Linked DNA regions of Mus musculus: region 2 is linked to region 1. Evidence: chromatin contacts called from public HiChIP or PLAC-seq data. All regions are on one chromosome and are shown on one strand. Each heading gives the region's core, a stretch centred on a gene start, on an enhancer-like site or on the middle of the called end of the contact. The rest is flanking DNA. Distances are from core to core; before and after follow the strand shown.

What was found. HiChIP or PLAC-seq counts read pairs in DNA pulled down with a chosen protein or histone mark.
Region 2: an H3K4me3 HiChIP or PLAC-seq map of neural progenitor cells shows a contact between it and region 1, with 6 times the contacts expected there. The contact joins two enhancer-like sites. A contact is called at or near these places in 7 of 39 promoter capture datasets (the HPC-7 cell line, cranial neural crest, frontonasal cranial neural crest and 4 more), 3 of 484 Hi-C or Micro-C datasets (nephron progenitors, neural progenitor cells and stem cell-derived motor neurons) and 18 of 115 datasets of contacts at active chromatin or transcription factors (the 230-238 cell line, the SCID.adh cell line, astrocytes and 14 more).

The regions. Positions count from the first base shown.
Region 1 is chr1:137,375,018-137,382,077 of GRCm38.p6, forward strand. No RefSeq gene overlaps it. Among named protein-coding and RNA genes, the nearest start is that of Gm34244, 25 kb to the left of the region's middle. RefSeq lists an enhancer at 3,136-4,465. Within about 2 kb of position 3,759, at least 40 of the 459 cell types and tissues checked have an H3K27ac peak or open chromatin away from gene starts, as enhancers often do. A contact at or near this core is called in neural progenitor cells and neural stem cells, where this site is marked.
Region 2 is chr1:137,900,089-137,907,148 of GRCm38.p6, forward strand. Gm4258 (a long non-coding RNA gene) reads left to right here. Exons shown (of 3, transcript XR_003948014.1): 2 at 1-7,060. Among named protein-coding and RNA genes, the nearest start is that of Gm4258, 5.2 kb to the left of the region's middle. Within about 2 kb of position 3,098, at least 33 of the 459 cell types and tissues checked have an H3K27ac peak or open chromatin away from gene starts, as enhancers often do. A contact at or near this core is called in neural progenitor cells and neural stem cells, where this site is marked.

The DNA of each region.
Region 1 (7,060 bases), core at 2,509-5,008:
GAAAATTGGTCCGTATATTTCTTCTTCCATAAAACAAGGCTAATAAAATCCATCCTGACACACTGCTCTGAGGAAAAGATAAGATTGTTTTGCAGAAGCCCTGGTACGGTGTACACCCTGGATCACTGTTAGCGCCTAAGGTTGTCGTGAGCCAGTGGCCATCTTTCCATGATAGTTCCCAGGTTCTGAGTGTCACCTACACCCAAATAAAACCTGCCTATCATGACCTACTTTCTTAGACCTCTGCCTTCACCTCTGTGAGATGACAAATGGCTGGGACAAAAAGTGTTCCCCCACCCCCACCCCAGGGCTTCCATTTTATTCTCTCTGAGGACAAATATACTGCTTTCACATACATTCTTTCTTCCCGTGATTTCCTGATTTGGCATCAGAATCAAGAGGCAATTAGAAGAGAACTCCAAGGTAGAAGAAAGGAGGAGTTTGCAGAGAGGTAAGAGCAGTGGGCCGGAGTTAGCATAAAGGAAAGGAGTGTCTGTGGATGCAAGCAAGAGCTGAGAGAGGAAGCAGACATTCAAACCAGGAAGGGATGAGGGGCTTGACATCTAAGACTATTGGACAAGAATGCCGTGTGTGTGTGTGTGTGTGTGTGTGTGTGTGTGTGTGTGTGTGTGTGTTATCCCAGAAATTTCTTCACTGGGGTTTGCAACTGAACACGCTCTGGCTAACTCCCATGCACAAATGTGTTTGTGAAGGCTGTCCTTGCTGGCTGGTGCTCTCCTACCTCACCTGTGTTTGCAATTTGCATTGAGATAAACTATCTCGCTATCTAATGCACCATAAGATTTGCAGTGTTTCGTATCAGAAGGAAGATACTCCATAGTTATCAAACCATGAGACCAGTCTGTACATCCTGTGTGTGTGTGTGGCATGAGCTGGGGCTAAGGCCTCTTCACTGTGGAAAGTTGTGCCAGGAGACAGAGAGCTAGAGGGGAAAGCAAGCTGCTTTCTGACTGCCTCAAGGGCTGCACCCTGTGAGAGTGTAGCTGCATCCTGTGAGAGTGTAGCTGAGAATATAGTTTTCCACTGGCCCAGGGTCTTTTGTTCAGCTGCAGGGTATCATGCTCAGAGCCCGGCATGTGGAGCTGTGCCCTTCATGAGATCATTCTGTGGCTCCTTTCAATGACTTAGATTTACAGGGAGCTCAGAGGATCACGCTAATACATTTAAAGTGTCCCAAGCACTGAGGACACTGGTGGCCTCCCTCCCTTCATGGAGTCAAAAATAAACACGATGCCAGATCACACAGGAAGTAGCACAATCCAGGGGCTTGGTTTATTTTTACTTTTTATTTATTAAAAACTATTAATTGCTTGGCTACTCACAACTGAAATATCAAATGGATAACTTAGAAAAAGTTTTGGGGACCCTGGGCGGTTGTTGCTCTAAGAATGTGCTTAGTCTGGTCACTACTGAACTCATAGCAGGGTAATTGACAAGGGCAAGAGAAAACAGGTGGCCGAAGAAGGCAAATGTGTGTGAGAAAGTGACCTCAGTAGGTGAAGGCTAGGTGGAAGTCATTAGGATTCTAAAACTCCACCAGATAACCTGGACCATGTGTACTTTGGCATATCTGGTAGCACCAAGACATTTTGATTTATGCCAGTCTTTAAGCTGATCTCTGATAAGAGCAGTGTTTGGAAGTTATCTGGCATGATTACTGACACATGAAGAGAGTTTTAAGTTGTGCACGCTTTTTACACACACCAGAGTTCAGAAGTTGCTACCATAATCTGCCTGAAAGCAGTGAAGTCTTTGCTATTATTACTCGACATGCACTATTACTCGGCATGGACTCGACAGCACGACTTACATACCCTCCGCACGGAATAAGATCCCTTCATTCACACCAGTTGAGGGGTGGAACAGGAGAGTCCTGTAAAAGCAAACGAGGGAACTTCCTTCCCGGTTAACAGGGGCTTTTTGGAGATAGGATTTCTTGACTCAGAAGATCAAAGCCTACAACCTTGGTTTTATTACTTGACTTTTTGTAGGGGGTAAGGGAGAGGCCTCATTGGCACCATAAAGAACACATCATAAAAACGATTTCTTTTCATTGAGTACTTATTCTTTATGGGTCAGGGATATCTGTAGCCCCCTTCTGTAAAATCTGCCAAGAAATACTTTTTATTTTTCCCTGACTGTCAGAAGCACCGCTGAATCCTCCCTAGACTGAATTGTCAGGATGATTTTTTCCTTTTATATGACCAACACTTAACATAGTGATTATACCACGTAATAGATGCTCAGTAAATTCTCTGGACCGATCCATACAGTGAATAAATGAATGGATGAATGAATGAATGATGTGGGATGAACGTACTTCACTGATTCAAGTTTTCTAAATTTGGCTAAGCTGGGAGAACTAGAAATACTCCTGGAATTTTAACTCCTAAGTTGCTACCTGTCAACAATCACTTGCACCCCAAAGGTTGCATCTTCTGAAGGGCTTTAGACAATGTGTCAAAAAGCCCTTGGAAGGTCACTTTATAGATCTGTCCTACCTATAAGTGGAGTGTAGAAGAAACAGAAAGCATTTGGTAATTTCTTGGAAGCTTTCTTTATGAGGCAAGGTTTTCAATGGCAGCAACTAAGAGGCTGAGCTCCTAGCCACATTTTTCTTTTTTCCTAAAAGTGTTTTGGAGGAAAAAAGGAGGAGGAGGAGGGTGGGGGCACTGGGATGGGGAGAAAGGGGGAGGGGAAGGGGAAGGGTGAGGAGAATGAGGGGGAAGGAGAAGGAAGAGAAGAGTAGAGGAAGAAGAGGAAGAAGGAGGAGGAGGAAGAGGAGAAGAAGGAGGAGGAGGAGAAGAAGAAGAAAAAGAAGGAGAAGGAGAAGGAGAAGGAGAAGGAGAAGGAGAAGAAGAAGAAGAAGAAGAAGAAGAAGAAGAAGAAGAAGAAGAAGAAGAAGAAGAAGAAGAGAAAGAAAGAAAGAAAGAAAGAAAGAAAGAAAGGAAGAAAGGAAGGAAGGAAGGAAGGAAGAAAGAAAGAAAGAAAGAAAGAAAGAAAGAAAGAAAGAAAGAAAGAAAGAAAGGAAGGAAGGAAGGAAGGAAGGAAGGAAGGAAGGAAGAAAGGAAGGAAGAAAGAAGAAGAAAGAAATGCAGATATGTACCAGGTCTCATGATTCTGGCCACCACAGCTCTGCAGCTATCATTAGCTCTGTTAAGCTGCTCCACAGTTCTGCAATTCCACAATGCACAAATGTTGCCCATTTTCTTCATAGCGCCAGATCTGGTAAAAGGCATCCCAGTGCCACTTTGGGCAGATCTGTAGCTTCCAACTGGCAATCAGCAGAGTTCTTTAGGGAAAGAGAGTTGCAGTTTCTACCTCACACCTTGGTACATTAATAACATTAATTTCACTCAGCCTTTGTAATCAGAGAGTCCCACCTACAGACATTTATTTGAAGATGTCTGGGGGCCCACACAAGAAGGAGCATAGTAATAATACTTCTTCTAAAGAAGACTGCTCCACGGAGAAGGTAGAGATTGAAGAGCAATAATTACACCTGAAATGTTAATAACTGGATGGCTTTTCTGAATCCTTACAAGTATTTACATTTAAAAAGATAAAATTGCTTGAAAAATTAGATGAAGAATAAGAGCAGTTTCAGTGAAAAAAAACGGGCAATTTTCTTTTTTGTTGTTGCTGTTGCTGGCTGGTTCCCTCAGCAACTGGAGTCTTTGTAAGCCTGGAAACTGAAGGGACCCATTATTATGCAAAGCACCCTGGGACAAATGGCCTTGTAAGTCCTCAGATGGGAGGGGATTTCTTAAAAAAAAAAAAAGGATGCAGAAGAAGGAAGGGGGAAAGGATGCAAGAGTGAAGCCTTCGGTGTTTGGGCTTTTCATTGTGAGCCCTTGCTGCACTGCAGAAATTATTCTGCAGCGGAGTATCCACTGCGTGAAGAGAAAGAAAAGACATAGTCATAGTAATAAACCCTGAATCTCAGGCTAGGGTAATGGATTAGAACATTTAACAATTTTAGACATATTTATCTTTACAAAGATCACATAGTAAATATCAGCCACAGAGTTTAGGAGAGTAGAGAGAAAAACGTCAAACTAGTGTATTAAATTACGAGTGAATGATTTTGTTCTCTCTCTCTCTCTCTCTCTCTCTCTCTCTCTCTCTCTCTCTCTCTCTCTCTCTCTCTCTCTCTCTCTCTTTCCCCCACACCCCAAGGAGAGGTTCCTGGAGAATCACCACTCCCTCTTGCTCTTTTTCCCCTGAACCCTTTGCCAGAGCCCAGCTGCTCTTGCCCCAGTGCATTGTCCCTTGTCCCTTGCCTCAGTTGGACTGATGTGAGCCAGGCTAAGAGGGAAGTGAGGTGTTTTATGGGTATGCAAGTCTCCAATTCCATTAGGAGAACATTTCAAAGTGTCCGATGATATTACTCCACTGGTATCTGTAGCAGTGATCTTGGAGAACAGAACAAAATGGCCACCAGAAAGTAGAGAAAGGCAAACAAACAATTAACTGTCAAGAGTTCTAGACATGAATGGGAATAGAATAATAAAGTCCTGTGGACCTACCACTTGATTGGCACTTCTCAGTTCTTTCACTTTGTGTTTCCTGCTGCTCAAGGCACATCCAATTTCGGTCTGACGTTTTGAAGCAGGTGCCAGATATCATCTTGCTTCATCTCCCCAAGTTTAGGTATATCTTTATAAGAATTTTATTTATTAATATAAAAAAAATCAATTAAATCCCAATCAAGAATAATTTCTCCGTGTGTCAAATAGCCAAGACTCATGTAAGTCAGTTTTTCATAAATGACATTTTTGGATTTATTTTATATTTTACTTAAATCAGTATTTAAGTGGGCCCATTTAAAGCAACAGATTTTTAGAATTTCTTTTTTTTTAATTTTTTTATTAGGTATTTTCTTCATTTACATTTCCAATACTATCCCAAAAGTCCCCCATACCCCCCCCCCCACTCCCCTACCCACACCCACTCCCACTTCTTGGCCCTGGCGTTCCCCTGTACTGGGGCATATAAAGTTTGCATGACCAATGGGCCTTCCTTTCCACTGATAGCTGACTAGGCCATCTTCTGATACATATGCAGCTAGAGACATGAGCTCCAGGGGTACTGGTTAGTTCATTTTGTTGTTCCACCTATAGGGTTGCAGATCACTTTAGCTCCTTGGATACTTTCTCTAGCTCCTCCATTGGGGGCCCTGTGATCCATCCAATAGCTGCCTGTGAGCATCCACTTCTGTGTTTGCTAGGCCCTGGCATAGTCTCACAAGAGACAGCTATATCAGGGTCCTTTCAGCAAATTCTTGCTAGTGTATGCAATGGTGTCTGCGTTTGGCAGCTGTTTATGGGATGGATCCCCGGATATGGTAGTCTCTAGATGGTTCATTCTTTTATCTCAGCTCCAAACTTTTTCTCTGTAACTCCTTCCATGGGTGTTTTGTTCCCAGTTCTAAGAAGGGGCAAAGTGTCCACACTTTGGTCTTGGTTCTTCTTGAGTTTCATGTGCTTTGTATCTTGTATCTTGGATATTCTAAGTTTCTGGGCTAATATCCAGTGAATATTAGCCCAGAAACTTAGAATAGAATTTCTTTTATATTTTGTTTCTTTTCTACTTTTCTTTTTCTTTCATTCTCTTTTATTTTCTGCTTCTTCTTCTTGTTGAAAAGAAAGCTCTGTCATTTCATGTGTTTGAGCAGTTTTTCCTTCCTTCTATGTAGTATATATTTGGATTTTGTTTGTGTATCAGTAGTTAGGCCAAGAGTTTTGATCAGATTTATGCTTGATTTGGTTTTTCCAAGACCAACTTACAGATAGGCTATTCTACTAGAAGGCAAAACATATCTGATTGTCTCTCTCTTGGTGATATTACCAGACATAGCTACTCAATGGTTACAGCAAGTAATTTACTGGGAGAGTAAAATGGTTATTTTTCTTTTTAAAACATTAATTACATTTCTCCCTTCTTTTTCTTTCCTCCATACTCTTCCATAAAAGCTTCCCCTCTCTCCTTCAAATTCATGGCCCTTTATTCTCCAATAACTATTATTGCAAACACAGATTTGTAAGTATATGCATATATTCCTATATGTAACTTGTTCAGTAAAATGATAATGTTTTAATTCTGTCTATCCTTCCTCATCCAAATTCCCTTTGACCTTAGAGTAAGCAATAGTACATTAGTATGAGAAAGGCAGGATAAAGGTTTGATTTTACTCACTCCTTTTCAATGAACAATATATACACTAGGGTTACACATGCTACATATTATATATACAGTTGCATTATGCATATATTAGCTTCAGAGAATGACTCATTAGGCTGTTGCTTTGTTTATATTGTAATACTTTCATGGAAACAAACATGCTAATATGTTTCAGTACACTGCAGTTATTATCGTTATTGATGAGCAAATTAAATAAATTTTGCTAGTGAAAGCCACTTCACTTTGTCTCCTGAGGACTTTTGAAACTAATTGAACACTTTTGGATTGATTTAAGGTTATCTTGACACGCAGAACATTTCTTACAGTGCCTCAGCCATTCAAACACTGGGATTAAAGACAACTGCAGTCATGCTTAGCTCCATCTCAATCATTTGTTTATTTACTCATAATAGAATGTTTTTTAGAAACAGTTTTAGGAAAGGAAAGGAAAGGAAAGGAAAGGAAAGGAAAGGAAAGGAAAGGAAAGGAAAGGAAAGGAAAGGAGAACCGATACATAGAGAGCTCGCTTCCTGAATAAAGTTTCTTCTTTTAGTAATACCAAGCATCAATGTCACACTTGTTATAATTGATATTGTTATGTTATGATAAATATCCATAGATTTTTTTCCTTGTTTAGATTTTTGGGTTTTAATAACTAAGCAGTGTCCACGCTCCCTCAGTGTGACAGCATAGAGAGTAGTCAGTGCTCTCAACGGTCCTGTGCTCACCTCTTCTTTCACCATCCTGTCTGCCAGACCCATGGAAACCACTTATCTATCTTAAAAATTATGTTTTCAATAGAAATAGAATTACTTCACTTCTCTTTCCTCTATCCTCTCTCTCTTGCCTCCCCTCC
Region 2 (7,060 bases), core at 1,848-4,347, 520 kb after region 1:
CCGGTGCTGTAATTATGAAAGTCCAAGACATTAGGAATCATTTTTTTTTAAAGGAGGCTTGAGCACAGAATTTCACATAATCTTTTAAAAATACACCAGTTTTTCTTTGTCTGCTCTCTCATGTTATCTACACCTCCCCCACTGCCGCCCACTGTGCGCTGAGACACCTGAAGGCTAGACATAATGATCAACAGAGCTCCAGCCTGTCTGGACTCCAGCCAGGTCCCCCCCCCCCCCACCCCCCTTCTACAATCAAGGAGCTTGCACGCAATGCATGCCGAGCCTTTCCACCACTATGTGCAGATCCGGGATGGAAGTCGTACACATACTGCGGAAAGATTAAAGACAACAATATCCCCTTTCTCCTACCCTAGACAGACTCAATTTTTAACCCTTTCATTGCCTTTAAAACCGAGATGTCTCAAGCACTCGAAGGCAGGTCTCCAGGGACACTGCAACTCCTGCACCATTTCGCATAGAAGCACACGCCTCATTTGGTGTGGAAATCCCATCTCCACGGATCCTGGCAGAATATTTGAGGATTTACAGTGTGTTAACTAAACGAAACAGAATTCACTGGTGTGGGGAATGCATTTTTGAACAAACTTAAGCTATATAAGATCGGGGTGGGGGGGAAGTCTGAGGTCTGTGGGAAGGTTCTTACAAGCCTTGCTGAGAGGGCTGCAGAGGGTTTCTGAGGCTGCAGTTCTGTAAGCATCGTTCTTTTTGCCTCTGTGTCTTTTTCTCATTCTCTGTCTCCCACACACTTAAGGCGCACACATGAGCCAGAAAAACACATCACTCTATCACAACGAAGCCAGGTTAGTTGGTGATGTCATCACAGATAAAATTTTGCCTTTGTGGGCAACATTTTCAATCACCTAGACGCCAGCGTCTGCTGGGTGTGTGCCCATAGGAAGTTCAAGTGTTTGCGGGGTTAACCAACAGACATAGGAAAGCAGTCTTTTATTCAGAGTTCTCTCTCTCTCTCTCTCTCTCTCTCTCTCTCTCTCTCTCTCTCTCTCTCAGATGTGTTTACGGGGCAGTATGGGTGTGCTTATCATGATATAGTCATGTAGCCAGAGTTCTGTGCTTCTAGTACGCCTTATTAACATGCTGATTATACATGTGGCTAGATTTCAATATGAATAGATGAAATGAAAAGCGTTTTAAAATAATTTGGCTCAAAATTTTACAAAAGTAATAGTCATTATGAATTGGTATTTGTCATTTGCGATTACTTTTAATTGATTTTTACTATTAAAATTCCTCAAGGAAAGAATCATTTATACAAATGATTTTGAAGCGATGCCCATTTTGTGCCTTTGTGCGTATGTCTCTGGATTAGCTGGAACTTGGATTCAGTGTTTGTGCAGTTGTTCACTCTATATTTTTCATCTCTACTTTGGGGGTCTTCCCTAAAGAGTCACCTACCAATCAAGTCCTCAGATCTTTATTAACATACATATGGTATTATTTTATTTTTCTTATGTCGAATGGAAGAAAGATAATTTCTTTTGCCACCCTGTAATTTGAGATAGAGATGGAGAAAAATTCCACATGCATTCTACACCTTATCAAGTTTTTATATGTAACTTATTAATAATGTAGGAATTATGATATGTTTGCTAGCTCAGACATGCCTGGCATTTGATATTCAGTTTTGTAAGCGTTGAAATTCATTCTTTGTACTTCTAATTTAGAAAAGATTTTGAAAGCCTGTGTCTGTGAACAATTGCAGTAAAGGATCAACAGAACAACGGATTTATTTGCCAATGTATTATGTGATTGTTTTAAAGCAAGAGAATAAAAAATTACTGCTTCATTTGATTATTGTCCAGAAAAGCATACAGTTGAAGAATTAACACATTTTGTACTTACAAAAATTATATAAGTTGACTGGTATTTCTGTGGCGTAACACTCCAATGTAAACAAGTAAATAACTTTTTCTAAGGCATGACTTTCTATTTTCGTGTAAAGGTTCCCTCCCAACACACACTGAAGTTCTGGCCTGATGAAAAATAATTTAATTTCTTTCTCCAAGAGAGAAAATGAACAAGCTGTTTTTGATTCCACCCTACTTTCTAAAAGGCAGACCTGACCTGGCCCTCTGGGGATACAGGTTACTAGAAAGGCATCTTTCAAAGACAAGAAGATAATGGACTTGATTGAAATAGCTGGACGACGTAAGGCCAGTTCAAGAACAAATGGTGTTTCAGAACATAACTGTGAGCAAACAATTTCCTATAGTTTGTTCTCCTTACACAATGGTAATGGTTTATTGGAAATAGCAGAACAAACAGGAGATAGATGTACCCAAACAGAAAACAACCCATGTCCTTTCATGTCAGGGATGCATCAAGAGCCTTGGTGATCACAGAATATTCTTACTCCAAGTCTTTTTGTTGTAGATTTTACTGGCTCCTCAGCATCAGCTGAGGGTTGTGACCAGGTGTGGGTGATATTTAACATGCACACTAGAATATAGGATTGTGGTCACAATTTATTTTTGTTATTGTACAAGAGGGTTTGAAACGTAGAGTGTGACTGTACTTTAATACAATGAAACTTGGGTAGCAAGATCCACTGGTTATGATTCTTCTAAGTGAGAATCATGCTCAGGTACTGAGTAAAGTGGGTGAGATATTATTATAGATACTACACACCCTACTACTTTCCTAACTCAAAAACTTCAATCCAAATTTGAAGAACAGAACAATAATTACTACAGAACTAGACTGTGTTTCTGAGCACCCAGTTGATTCCTGAAAGTACACTCTGTGGTCGTAATCTCTCATGAAGAAAAAGATTGTGTTTTTTAAAGCTTACCCTGTAGGTTAAAGGCCTGAAATTATTGTGCACAGATGCCCAAGCAGTGTTCAGAGATGGAAGGAAACTCTGGTCGCAATAGCTAAGAAGGGGAACTGGTTCAGCTGCTCTATGCTCCAAATCTCCTACCTCCACTCTGAACGCGTGCTGAACTCAAGATTAATTGGAATGAATACTATCAAAGTGATTTTTATAACTTACAAAAGAGCCACTGTTTTGTTAGATGCCCTCGTGATGGCAGAGAGTATGGAAAGTGATGGACTGGCCCTCTGCTTGCAACCTACTCAGGCCCAGGGAGACACTGGGGTCAGACCGACTCATGAATCACAGATAGGAAATGAACCAAATGCATATTTGGAAGTTTAAACAGAAACATTTAGGATATATATATATATATATATATATATATATATAAAACAAATAAATGAATTTTGGGTTGATTTTTGGCACATCTTTTAAAACACCAACCCTTAGTTCAGCTGAAATAACTTTTTATACGTATAGCTAAGACCAGATGGCCACACGCTCCTTTCTTATTTAGATGAGACTCTTCCTTTCAATAACATCTTTCTTCCTGACCTGCTTAAAAATTCCAGCGAATGAAATCAGCACAGGATTTTCAATTCTAATTGACCATGTGCAGAGGAAGGGCCGGGACAGAAATCACTAGAGGCATTGTAAGCCTCTGCCTCAGCTCTGGCTTTGTATTTTACCCTTCCTAGCCTATCCAAACTAGCTGAAAATATTGAAAATGTTTAACATTAAATAACTGCATGATTATTCTTTAGTGTAAATTAGTTGATCTGATTCTCTCATTTAATCATAAAAATCCAAAAGAATTGTCATTCACTTACACAGCTTTGTTTTTTAAAAAAGTACCTTAAAATAGTAGCATAACAATTGAATTGAGATAGGAAGATAGAATGTCATATTTATTTTCCCCATTCCTTATGTAAATCATTATTATGTCATATGTATACATGATATTTATTAGTATTATCTGCATGCATTTTCAATTTTATGGAAATATTAATTATCAAGATTTTTTGATATATTGTAAATGAATGATAAGAAATGAAAAATATTTTCCTTGATGTTTATTCATACTTTTTCTAACAATAATACTGGAAATAGAAGATGAGATATGTATGTATATATGTATATACATATGTATATACATAATATATAGTTCAATGAAGTTAGTTATATATGCTTTGAAAGTGGGTATCTACTTTGGTAGGCACCCATAATTTTTTTGTTGTTGTCAAGCTCATTTTAGGGATGTTGTGGTGCTAAGGCTTGAACCCAAGGCCTAACGTGTGCTAAGCACAGATTTGACCACTGAGCTATACTCAGACGCTCTTTTGGATAAATTCTTGACTCAAATCATTATCTTTATATTCATTTTTACAGTTAAAAGTACTATGTTCTAAGTATGTTTTTGGAATGGCAAACTGTGAGATACTGACATTATTTTGACATAAAATCTTAGAAGAAAAGTTGAACTCGTGGTGCACATTTTAAAAGCAGACAGAAATTAAGAAAGTAAATATCAATTATTGGTGCCACTGGAAAATCCTATAGAGGCTTTATAGCAGTGCAGGCCCTGGATTCAAGGTTATACTCATTATTTGGGATGGGGGACAGCCTAGTATGTAACAAATATATTGACAAATATAGAGATTGACAAATAAAGAGATGCTTTGTCATGAGCTACGTTCATGCAAATGTTTGAAAATTTATACATCTTAGGAATGGTAACGTTCATTAGGATTTTTGTGTCAAAATTATACAAATATCAAGATGGACTGCTAGAATTTACAGTTCTGAAAGTTGTGGTCTAAGCCACTAGTACATGAAGTCAATTTTTTACAAACTTTGGGAAAATTAAAGTTCGGATAGCTTACTGTAACTCTCTGTGAGTCAAACTTGTACTTCCATACATGAGACCGAGGACTGTCATCATGTCTTTAAGCATGTGAGCTATTCTCATATTAAATATTTTTCTTATTGACTTAAAATTGGAAAAGCCAATTACAAATATGAGTTCACTGCTCCAATTTGCCCAATTCTGCCTTACCCTGTGTGACTATGTTTAAAATCTTACGAGATCAAAACTATGACCTAACAATAGAAATGAGAGTAAAGTGCCATCTAATGTTTTACTTTATAACTAGCTACAGCTTATCTTTACCATCAGAACCACGGAGTTGATTTAATCATGAATCAGAGCCAGGCTATAGAAAATAATGGAGAATGGGATCACGGGGATTATTAAATTAAATTGGGATTGAAATTCTTCATCATTCATACTAAATAATCAAGAAACAGTTTTAAATAAGGGTGATAGTTCTCAGCTACTTCTATTTTCCTCTTTTCTGTAGTACCATTGGCTACTAAGCAGGTCTTGATTCTGTGAGGGTCAAGGCCGATTAAAAGTATTTAATGCAACAATAACGCCACATCTCATTAAGCTAAGTGAGTGTTAGTAGTTTTCATTTTTGCAAGTTTGTGGTTGAGATTCCCATTCTGATTTTGCTTCATGAATCCTAATTTTCATTTTGGTTAAAAAAAAAAAAGTCCAGGAAAAATTATGGACAGTTACGGAATCTTTGCAGCTGTACAAAATGTCTGCCCTCACGGTGTCCCTTTCCTGTCCTGTGAAACGTAGCAATGACTCTGTGATTGAGATCCAGTGGAAACCCAGGTCCCCCTTCAGCTCTCCCTGGACACTGTTTGTACTGGTTTTCTTGCTTAGGAGCCTTCTCCAGCTTAATCTTTCCTGTACAGTAGACGCCTCCCATCCAGTATGCTGTGCACCCAGCCATTAGTGCTCACTGACAGTTAGCCTCATCTTTCATTGAGAGGCTTATGGATCATACCCATACCAGTCCGCTCTTGTGTTTTCTAATTTTATATCCTTAGCTGTAAAGGAAGTGGTGCTATACGAATAGATGGGAGGATAAATATAGGGGCTCATGCAGATGTCTCTGGCATTCTGAAAATCTGCAATGTCGTAAATAACAAGCCACTGAATTTGCCTCAGCTTCTCTCACATCTAGCTCCTGCAGTGAGCCCACCTCCAAATGGAAGGCTTCTCTCAGTTACTAAGCTCAAGGTGGATGCCCAGTTTATTCTGTGTTCTCCCTTTGACCAACTATATTTCCTGGAGGAAAAGCATTGTTTAAAAGAAAATAAAGGTTAAAGGAGAGATAATAAAGCATGCAGCCATGAGATTAAGCCAATAAAATTATCAGGACAGACTGTGTCACCTAACCTGAAGTTAGAAGAGTCTCCAAATTTAGACATTTTCAGCACTCATATGCACATATAGAAACTCATATGCAAATTTAACTTCTTTGTGATAGTAAGTGGAAGAAAGGCAATTCCTTTTAAGGTTTTGTTTTTTTGTTTTTGTTTTTTCAAAATAAAGTTACATTTTTTTATATTTCTTATTTTTTATTAGATATTTTGTTTATTTACATTTCAATGCTATCCCCCTTTCTAGTTTCCCCTCTGAAAATCCCCTATCCCCTCCCCCTGCTCCCCAACCCACCCACTCCCACTTCCTGGCCCTGGCATTTCCCTATACTGGGCATAGAACCTTCATAGGACCAAGGGCTTCTCTCATTGATGACCTACTAGGCCATCCTCTAAGTGTCCATTTAAGTCTACCACAGTGGACTATGCATGAAAGACACACTTTTTTGCTGACTGTGAAGTTTGATCGTCTTGATCCATTAGTCATTCATCAGAATGTTATTCAAAACGTCTTAGGCAAATAGGAATCCCTCAGCCAGCACTCTGCCTTGGAAACACTCAAGGCACCTCTTGTCCTGGAAAGGGTTACAGATGTAAGCTAACGTGGCATTCATTGGTTAATAGGGGGATGCAAAGGGTTAAATTTTTAAATCTTTGCAAAGGGGTGGGGGGAGTCTCTAGAAGATAAAAACAAAAAACCAACCAACCAACCAAACAAACAAACAAACAAACAAACAAAACCCTAAACTAAAACCCGAGGCTAAGCTGCCAGTGATTTGGTGGTATTTATGGATTATACTCCATGTTGAAAAGAGAAAAATCAGATGTAAGATGACGCTGCAGGGGGCGTCTGGACTTTTCACTAAGTCTGAAGTCTGTTTAGTCGATGCTTATTAAGGCTTGGCTTTGACCTTTGCCCCCTTCACTCCTCTTTGTTCCAGGTGCAACATTTGTGCAAGTGCTTGAACA